Linked DNA regions of Muntiacus reevesi: region 2 is linked to region 1. A link is a contact called in public Hi-C data. All regions are on one chromosome and are shown on one strand. The core of a region is the stretch at or near the end of the contact, and the rest is flanking DNA. Distances in the headings are between cores, read along the strand shown.

Evidence for each region. Hi-C and Micro-C count contacts between places; a contact is called where the count stands out from the background.
Region 2: a contact with region 1 is called in a Hi-C map of blood, with 2.1 times the contacts expected there. The contact joins the promoter of ITSN2 here to the promoter of ATAD2B in region 1. A contact is called at or near these places in 2 of 3 Hi-C or Micro-C datasets (blood and muscle).

What each region holds. Positions count from the first base shown.
Region 1 is chr3:30,276,069-30,281,359 of mMunRee1.1, forward strand. It overlaps ATAD2B (ATPase family AAA domain containing 2B), which reads right to left and starts at 2,121. Exons shown (of 29, transcript XM_065928639.1): 1 at 1,526-2,121. The coding sequence starts at 1,741.
Region 2 is chr3:30,548,053-30,552,773 of mMunRee1.1, forward strand. It overlaps ITSN2 (intersectin 2), which reads right to left and starts at 1,796. Exons shown (of 39, transcript XM_065928660.1): 1 at 1,731-1,796.

The DNA of each region.
Region 1 (5,291 bases), core at 871-3,370:
AGTGTACAGGGAAAACCTATCTTCCTTTTATTTTAAAATAGATGTTAGCTTCAGAAAGTCAGTAAGCTTATATGTGTTTGGAATAATTTCGACAGAAAGTCGAGTTTTCAGAATAATTATTCTGAATGGTATGCACAACTTTCAGACTTAACTTTCTTATTTCAACCTAAGAGAGCTGTAAGACCCAAAAAAAGTCTACTGATAGGGCAATTTTAAAAATACTTTCCAGACTTTTAGCAAAGTAAAGGCCAAACATATTTTCAAAGATACAACATATTTCAGAAAAGTAAAGTAAAATGTGTCTATTGTATTTGCCTTTGTTCATTCTGATTAGTGTCAGAACTGTATGAGATACAGAGAAAAAGCATACACAAACATAATCTTATAAACCCCCACAGAAAATATTGCTTTCCTCCCCTAAGAATAACAAAATGGTGTGGATTTAAAGGAGTTATTTTAAATGAACAATGTCCAGTCAAATTGCTCTTAGAAAATTAGCCTCTCTCTAGACAAAAGCAACACACTTTTCTAAATTCATAACAAATCTCACAACACAACCTTATCGATTCCTTTAACGTGATAAAACGTATGTGGTAGCTCAGAGCTTTACCTTGTAATAAATTTCGGTATCTATCACTTTAAAAAAAAAAAAAAAACTAAATCATCACCGGTGTTCTTCAAATGTCACTTTCGCAGTAATGGTACAACGGTGGTGTTAACTCACCTTTTATAAACTATTCCTATTACCCGGACGGAGACATCCAAGAAACCAAACAATTTGGAGATGATAGTGCCTACTACCAGTAATATTCGACATGTTTCTTTAGACGTGCCCCTTTTGCGACCTTAAGGCTCTACTAGAAAACTCTACCGAGTCCCTTCTAGAACCCTGGTTAGCGGGCTGGCTGATTCCAGACATCACGTTTGATCGCTCCTGCCTGGAGAGGCGATAGTGTTGATTTTGTTTTTAAAGTTGCTGTCAGAGCAGCTACAAACTTTTTTCAGCATCCCTGCCTGGCTGCCAACTGGAGCTCTCCGCTCACTTCCTCACCAACTTGAACCACCCCCAAACAGTTTGAGAGTAAGCTGGAGTTAGACACCGGCAGGAGCTGACACACTTTACAGGAAGGGTTTGACACCGCAGAAAACTTTCACTTCTCCTCTCCAGCCCTTCCAAACGGGGACTCTGGCCCCTCGCTCATGCTCCCCTGGAATTCCTCTCTCGGGCCGGACAAGGACTCAGAAAGCAGGCTGTTCTGATGTTCCCGAGAAGACAAACACCACCACCCCCCCGGAATAACCCTCACCCCTGGACTCAAGTCCCGTTCTTCACACAAAAGAGCGCGGCCAGCAGAGCTGTCGCGGCCCTACCTAGCCGGCTGCCACCCTCCACCGCACCCGCAGACCAGGTCTCCAGCCGCCCGAGCGGTCCCCACCGGAGGCTTCCTGCCCCGACCCGGTCAGACAAAGCCCCGGCGGCCGGGCCAACCTGCCAGCCTCCGGACTCGGGCCGCCGCGCTCTTACCCGGGCCTCATCCAGAGCGACGCCGGCGCCGCCGCTTCCCCCGGCCTTGGCGGCGGGGCAGCTGGCAGCACGGGTCTTGGAGGAGCGGGTCCGAGAGGAGATGAAATGGCTGCTGCCTCCGGTCGCCCCGGGCTCTACTCCGGCCCCAGGCCCAGGCCCAGGCCCAGGCGACTTAGATCCGAGAAGGCGCAGAGAGCTCTTCCGGGTGTTCACCATGGTTCAGCCAGGAGGACGGGGTCCACGCCGCACCCGCGGCGCCCGCCGCGCCGGGGAGACCCAAGGAAGGCCGGCCCGCTGGCCGGGCAGTCAGGGCCAGTGGAGCCGGGCCGGGAAAGACAAGCCGAACCAGACTCCGAGGAGCGCAGATGAAGACAGGAGAGAGCAGGGCAAAGGAAGAGAAGTCGGCGTGCGAAGACAGGTAGCGGGAGACGGGAGCGATGCTCCGGGCCGACGGCTCAGACTCTCTGCCGGCTTCGCCCTCCTCAGCGGGAGCCGAGCGGAGCCGCCATTTCTGCCCCTTTCTCTCCCGTTCTCGCTCTCGAGCTCCGTGCGTCAGGACTCCAGCGCCGCAGGGCCGACGAGACCGCTTCCGGCCTGGCCGCTGCGGGGCGCTGCAAGGCCGGCCAGCCCTTCTCTTGCCGGCTTTTCCCTCTTCTTCCCCCGCCCCTCCAGTAGGCCCCTCCCAGCGGCGCGCTGTCAGCGCTCGGCGGCCACGGAAGGGACGCTCTGGGCTGTTAGCTCTATGGTTTCCAGGTCTGGCCGGCCGCCGAGGAAGTGAGGATGAGAAAAACCAGAATGTGCTCAGGACGAGTTAGCGCGCTGGAGTCGGTCGTGGAACCTTCATACCCGGCCAGGCCTGGCTACCCCAGCATGGCCATCATCACCCCCAGGTGCCCTGAATGGAGCCAGAAAGGACTGGCAAAGGCCGAGGATAGAGGGGGACCGGTGAAGACGAGGGCGTGGTGACTGAGGGGGAATCCCAGGGACCCCAAGGCAAGACATTGAACTTGAGTCGTACTTTTCAGGACTACAAAAATGTGAATGATAATTGTGATAAAAACAGATCTGTGTCGTATCTGGCACATGGTTAAGTTTAAGAAAGAACTAACGCTAGAACCCTGCGTCTTTAAACAAAGCAAGGCACTGTCGTTTTCTGTAACGTTAGCCAGACCTAAGGCGGAGTCCACGAAGAATGAATTCTTCTAAGAGCTTCCACTGTTTTCTGCCCGGGCAAGAATTAAAAATACAAAAGCTGAACACAAAGATACAAAATGTGCCATTTAACTTTCACAGAAAAAGATTAAGGGACACAATATGAAAAGCTATTCTGTAAATAAGAATTATATTCATTTCCAAAAATTGCCTCACCTATAAAAATTGAAGACTCGAGAAAAGTCTTGTAAAAATCAACAAGCTGCAACAAAATTAGAGAATTCCAGCCATCCAAGCTACTAATTGTTGAACAAAACTGTATAATGCACTGGGAATGGAAATGGCTTTTCTGTTGGAGAAGCAGTACAGATTCCAGGAAAGCAGACAAGTCCCTCTTACACTAATTTGCATACCACACCCTCCCCAGAACACTTCACCCACTATTTAAAACCCGCTTCTTGGGTATGGAGACCTCATAATACAAGATTTCAGTTTTCCTGGATCAACTAGCTATGAGATCATTGAACAAAATAAACAGTTTCATTTCCTCCAGAAAGAATCTGGCTTTATTATTCAAAGTATCCTGAAAAGGTGTATGGTATGCAAATTAGTAGACAAAGGACTTGCTTCTGTATTTGTTTTTGTAGTCCTAAACTGAGAAAGTCAGATTGTTATTTGAGTTACCACAACGTAGATCAAAACAGTCAATCCTAAAGGAAATCAACCCTGAATATTCATTGGAAAGACTGGTGCTAAAGCTAAAGCTCCAATACTCTGGCCACCTGATTTGAAGAGTCGACTCACTGGAAAAGACCCAGATGCTGGGAAAGACTGAGGGCAGAAGGAAAGGGAGCAACAGAGGCTGAGATGGTTGGATGGGATAACTAATCCAATGGACATGAGTTAGAACAAATGCTGGAAGTTAGTGAAGGACATGGAAGACTGGCGAGCTGCAGTCCATGGGGTCACAGAGTCAGACACAGCTTAGCTAGAGAACATCAAAAAAATGCCAACAATGTTGCCTTTTTCCTTCCATCTTCAATATTGGCTACACAAAAATTACCAATTTTGTAAGTTTGTTTTTTTTAATACATACTATTGTGACAGCTGTCATGATACAATCTAACAAAATTGTTTCAAATGAAGTTAAAGGCAACTAAGTGCTACTAGGAAAAAAAAAAAACTGTTTCTTGCTAGAAGTAACAAATGTGTACAGCTACAGCCTAACAGTGGATACAGTCTCAAGTGAGGATACTTGCCTAGCTTTGTAATATTAACATAACTTCGTAAGCTTATTAACTATCTTCAGTGATCCATTCCTTTCACAAACAAAATTTACTAACACCTACTAATGTGTTGGGCTTCTCTTGTGCCTCAGCTGGTAAAGAATCTGCCTGCAATGAGGGAGACCTGTGTTTGATCCCTGGGTTGGGAAGATCCCCTGGAGAAGGGGAAGGCTACTCACTCCAGTATTCTGGCCTGGAGAATTTCATGGACTGTATAGTCCATGGGGTCACAAAGTCAGACACGACAGAGTGACTTTCACTTTCACTTTCATTACTATGTTAAATACTAAATATATTTGACCATTAAACAGTCCTTCCTTCAAGAAACTTAATGCTTAACTCCTTAAATCAGACAGTAAAAGGCATATAAGACACTCATTGGAAGAAAAGCTATGACAAACTTAAACAGCGTATTAAAAAGCAGAGACGTCACCTTGCCAACAAAGGTCCATATAGTCAAAGGTATGGTTTTTCCAGTAGTTCTGTAAAACAGTACCTTTACTGGGCTTCCCAGGTGGTGCTAGTGGTAAAGAACCTGCCTGCCAATGCAGGCATAAGAGAAATGGATTCAATCTCTGGGTCAGGAAGATCCCCTGGAGGAAGGCAAGGCAATCCACTCCCGTATTCTTTCCTGGAGAATCCCAAGGACAGAGGAGCCTGGTAAGCTACAGCCCATAGGGTCACACAGAGTCAGACACAACTGAAGCGACTTAGCACATACCATTTACTGTTTATTCGAACCCTAACTGGTGTCAGATACTCTATCAGACCCGGAAACATGGAGGGTTGTTTGTTGTTGTTGTTGTTGTTGTTGTTGTTTTTATTAACAATCTAGTTCTGGCCCTCAAAGAACTCACAGACAAGAAGGGAACAGAGACAGGCAAGGAACCAGTAAGCTGCCGAACAATGTGATTAGAAAGAATAAGGCAGAAACCTCTAATTCAAGCAGAGTTTAGAGAAAGCTGAGAAGTGATGACTTCTGAGATACATCCTGAACCACAAAATGAAGAAAAAATGAACCCAAAAAATGAAAGTTTGAAGAAGATATGAAAGAGTTGCTTGTTTTACACAATAAAGAGAAAATAACTGAAAAATCAAGTAAAAGCATTTTTTAAGCCTTACTTTAAACTATAGGAGCTGGCAAGATGCTAAAGAATACTCAGACCAAAAACTAAGTCACAAGAGGAACCCAGACAAGCAAACAAAGCTGTAAAGACAGCTTTCACTTTCCGTACATTTGCTCAACTCCAGTGAGCTTGATCTATTTTTCTCTGCCTATGGAAGATAGAAGAGACAGAAGACAAAGTCCAGAACCTGCTTAGGTTACA
Region 2 (4,721 bases), core at 546-3,045, 270 kb after region 1:
CACTACTACTACATTAAATCAGCAGCCATGCACAATTTTTTCCATGGCCTCAAAAAAACCACAAAATTCTGTTTGTCCTTAAATGAAGCTTTTAGAAACAACTTTCACCTTACCTACTTTTGAAGTAATAAGGAATATATATCAAGCATATCTCAATAAAGCTGGGCGAAATAAATTACAAGGGAATCGTAGGCACAGCCAAAGAAACCTAGCACAACAAAATTGCTACCATCTTTAAATTTTGAGAGACGTCATTATTAATTTATGTAAGGGTTTTACGTGATGTTTCTAGATTGTGTTTAGGTTTCACCACTGATTAACAACATAGCAAAGAAGCACAGGGAGAGAGGCAATTACTTTTCTTAAGAGGCTTAAGAAGCTTAACCTGGAGTGTATGCTACCTAAATTAAGCTGACTAGGACAACACAAAATTTCAAGGCACATTTGCCTATTCCTGGGTAAGCAAGTAAACCCTAGTAAAAACAAACTAGTGCATTTAGCAAAGCAAACATTTTTGTGTTAAGCTTAATTCCTATCACAAAGTATTCTATCAAAAATATTCCTAATTAATATGTCTCAAGTGAAGCATACTTGCCATCAGCAATCACTCTACCATAACGCACAGGATTAATAAATCCAAATACATCATCTTTTTACAAAATGCACAGCCATCTGCATTTCAGCCTCGGTTTACCCATTCACTATACACATGCAGGCGTCTTCAAAAAAAATTATAAAAGCAATCAACTTTTACTCTGGTCCAAGAGATTACAGCTCTCCGTGCTTCCTGTATACCCTAGAAGTCAATAACGCTGAAGTCAAATTGTAACATTTCCCAACTTTGGTTTAATGAGAGCGTCGGACTCAGAGCATCCGCCCACTGGCCTCTCGTGACTCGGGCTACTTTGACGCACTGGGATGCGGCTCACCTGACGTTCCGCACCAACCATTGCCAAGAAGGAAAACCAACTCCGTGAAAATAAAATGGGGCCCCGAGGAAGCGGGCGGGTGCCCCTCAGGGCTGGTTCGCTTCTGCCCGCACCCCGAAAGCGAGGGAGCCGGCCGCGGCGTCCGCACCTGCCAGAAGAGGCCGCGGCCGGGGTCCGGGGTTTGGCCGCGGGGAAGACGCAGCCCGGCCCCGGCCCCTGGCCGTCCGCCCCTGCCGCGCCGCGGGGGCAGGAACCCGGGGCCGGAGGTTTCCGCCCGGCGCCGCCAAGACTGCCAGGGGCCTAGTTCGGGGACCTCCCGGGCTCCCGAGGGCCCGTCCGCGTCGTGTGGGGCGCGCAGCCGCCTTCCAGCCCGGCCCGCGAGCCTCCCCGCGGCGGACACGGCAGCGCCTGCACCTGCCCCGCGCCCTGCCGCAGCCCGGGCAGCGGCTTCACCCACCTGGCGCGCCCGCCGCGCCTCCCGCACGTCACAGCGCGACCCCGCGCCCCTCGGCACCAGCGGCGCGGGCGCGGGCGGATGCCGGGAGACCTGCTCGGCAGCCGCCGCCGCGCCTGCTTCGTCGTCAGGCCGCCGACAGCGAACCTGTTGCGCAGCCTGTCACGGCCGCTCGGGCTCCGCGGCGCCGCCTCAGCCCCACAACATGGCGGCCGCGGCCTCCGCAGGAAGCCGGGGGGCGGGGAGGGAGGCGACGGGCCGGGCAGTTGACGGCCCGCCCGCCCGCTGGCGGGCACCGACTCGTACTCCCTTGGGAACCCGAAATTGGCCCGGGCGCGGCTCCTCACCCCCGGAGTCTCGAGGCCGCGGACCCCGCGGGTCTGGTCCTCATGCTCGTCTCTTCCCTCGGGGAGGCCCCGAAGCCCTGAACACGGCAGCCCTTCCTGGAGGGGTGCCTACCCACCTGGCTCCTCCTCCCCGAGGTGACATGTTGGGGTTGGGTAGTGCGTTTCCTGCCACCGCAGACCCCATGGTTTCGGAGGAGGGCCAACCGGTGTCCAGCACGTCCCTGATGCATGCGCCCCCACCCCACCCCAAGTACCTGTGGGGTTCTTTCCGGAGCCTTCTCACCTGGGAGTTCAATTCCCCTGGAATGGGGATGGGACGGGCATAGGTTATTCCCACCTTTGTTCATGGGTGTGTTACGGCCCTTTCCTTCAAATACCCTAGAAGGACTCACCTTCATCGTACCTAACAGTCGTCCATTCAGCGTCCCTCACCCTCCTCTATAACAAACAAAAAAGGACGAGAAAGGAGCCTTCCAGCCCCTATCCACACGCAGAGCAGCTAACTCGAATACTCTGGCCAAGCAGTAGGAAGATAGTGATCTCTCCGTGAATTCCACGACCTGCAGCCCTCCCTATGCTGACCTTTCTTCCCCACCTGAGAGCCGCCTGACAGGTGAAGCTCAAATTCAGCATCTGTTTTTTCTCCCCTTTCAGCTCCTAGTCTCTTCACAAAAGACTAAATAACTCAAGTCACCACCATTTATGGGGGGCTTGCCCTTGACACAGCACTCCTTCAAGAGAAAGGCTCTTTGTTATTTGAGGTTCGAGGTGGCGTCGGTGGTTATGGGCATAACAAAGTGGAGGTGCAAGACCCAAAATTTTTGTTGGCTTTACACGTGGAGTGTAGGATGGACCCATGTACAAAACTCATAACCATGACTTGTTGGAAAAGGAGAAATCTGTGCAGAGCAAAAGATCCCATAGCTTCCTTCCATTCGTACACGTTGGGGCATGTGAATGTAGCCAGGCTGACTTAAGAGGTGTGACTCCAGAGACCAGGCCTATCTGAACTAGACAGGCAACTCCTGTGAGGAACTTAGCAAACATTAGTGATGATAAACAGGCTTTTCCCGCTCTCACATTCGATGTCTTTCCTAACTCTTAGATTTGGACCTGACTTTATAGACAGGTCCTGAGCTAGTGACACAGGAAAACCTGACTTCTTTGCATTTGCCTAGGAAGTCATTTATCTACTAGAGACCAGTCTGTCTGTCCTTTATCTGCTGGGGACCAATCAGTCTGCAAACAAACCACCCAAGCTACAGACAGCACTCTTGAGCACATGGTCTTATTCCCATGACAGATATCACCAATTATTTATGATACCTTTTGGAGTCTGTGCTTCAGTCCAAGCCTCTGAATCCTTCTCAACTGTAGTTCTCCAAAGGGTTGGTCTGTAAGGTAAAATCTATTTTTATTCCCAATAGGCCGATTGATAACCAGTCTCCATTTCCCTCCCATTGTCTGATCAATGTCATTTGTGTTTCTGGGTTCTGGACCTGATACCATTCACCCTGAGTCCTCTTTCTTTCTAAAGGAGGAGGCCAAATCCTTGGTAGGACAAAAATGAACTTTGTAGAAAGGAATAGTTATAAAGAAATTTAAGGAAAAAATTTAAGTCTTCCTATAATAGACCAAAAAGCTAAGGACTTCTGATAGAAATTGAGGTCCTGAATACAATTGGAAGCCTATAGTACCCCAAACACTAAAACAATTATATCCCAGGGTTCCATTCAGAGCTCTGAGGCCAGTGTGTCCATCCTATCCTCCTCTTTCAGCACTGATGATTCATATGGGTGATACCACCACAGTTCCAGCTCTTTGACTTCCTCTTCTCCTCACAGGACACGCCTTGAAACTGTATCTATAATTTCTCCCCTTATTATTTACCAAATCCTACCACCTCTTTTTCACTTCCTGCGCCAACTGGAAATCAGATACCTGGAGGAACTAAGTACTACCTAAAGACATATAGACATATCTGTCAAGCCTTAAGATTAGGAATTATTGTAGGGTGAGAAGGTTGAGAAATTAGGTAGTGGACTAAGTATGTTACGTTTCTCTTCCCCAAGTTCTGCCACAAATTACGACAGATTGAAGGCCTGTTCCTGGTAACTTCACTTTTACCATGGGAGCATTTAATCTCAATGTTTTCCTTTCCTGCACTGATTCTCTCCCTCCCAACCATATATATTCTATATTCTAGCAATCTCCCTTTCTCTTGGTTTTGAAAGACTTTTGTCCCTCACCACATTACTACCCAGTAGGTGCACATAACAAATTCTTAGTAATGGAAAGAGGCTCGAATAGAGAGCAGAAGCAATTCCAGACTCTAAGCATCCCATAAGATAAATACAGAGTAGGAAGGCTGTGAGCTCATATGTAATACCTCTGCAAGTAATAAATCTCCCAAGACTATAAACAATAGACTATAACCAAGTACTAAAAGCAATTTCAAAAGAAATTAAGAGAAAAGGAGCAAAAAATAGTTTTTAATTTACTCAGATGCTAAGCATTTTTGGTGTGCTTCATTCTTCCCTGTTGAATGAAGGTTTCCATCTTAAAGTTCCCTTCAACCTGAAAAGCTTCTTTTAGTGTTTCTTCTAGTGTAGATCTGTTGGCTACAAATCTTTTTAGTTGTACTTTATCTGAAAATATTGTTATTCTCCTTTCATACTTGAATAACATATCCCCTGAATATAGAGTTCTGGATTGACAGGATGGTTTTTTTTAATTTCAGCATTTTAATGGTGTTTTTCCATTCTCTCTGGCCTCCATGGTTTCAGATGAAAGATGACTGTTGATCGGATTATTTTTTTCCTTCTGTGTAATATGTTATTTTCTCTTGCTGCTTTTGAGAGTTGCTGTTAGGCTTTGGCTTTCAGTAATTTGACTCTAGTGTACATCAGTGTGAACCTTTTTTGTGTTTCTTCTGCTTAATGTTCATTTATAATCTTGTATCTACAAATTTCTGTCTTTCATCAAATTAAG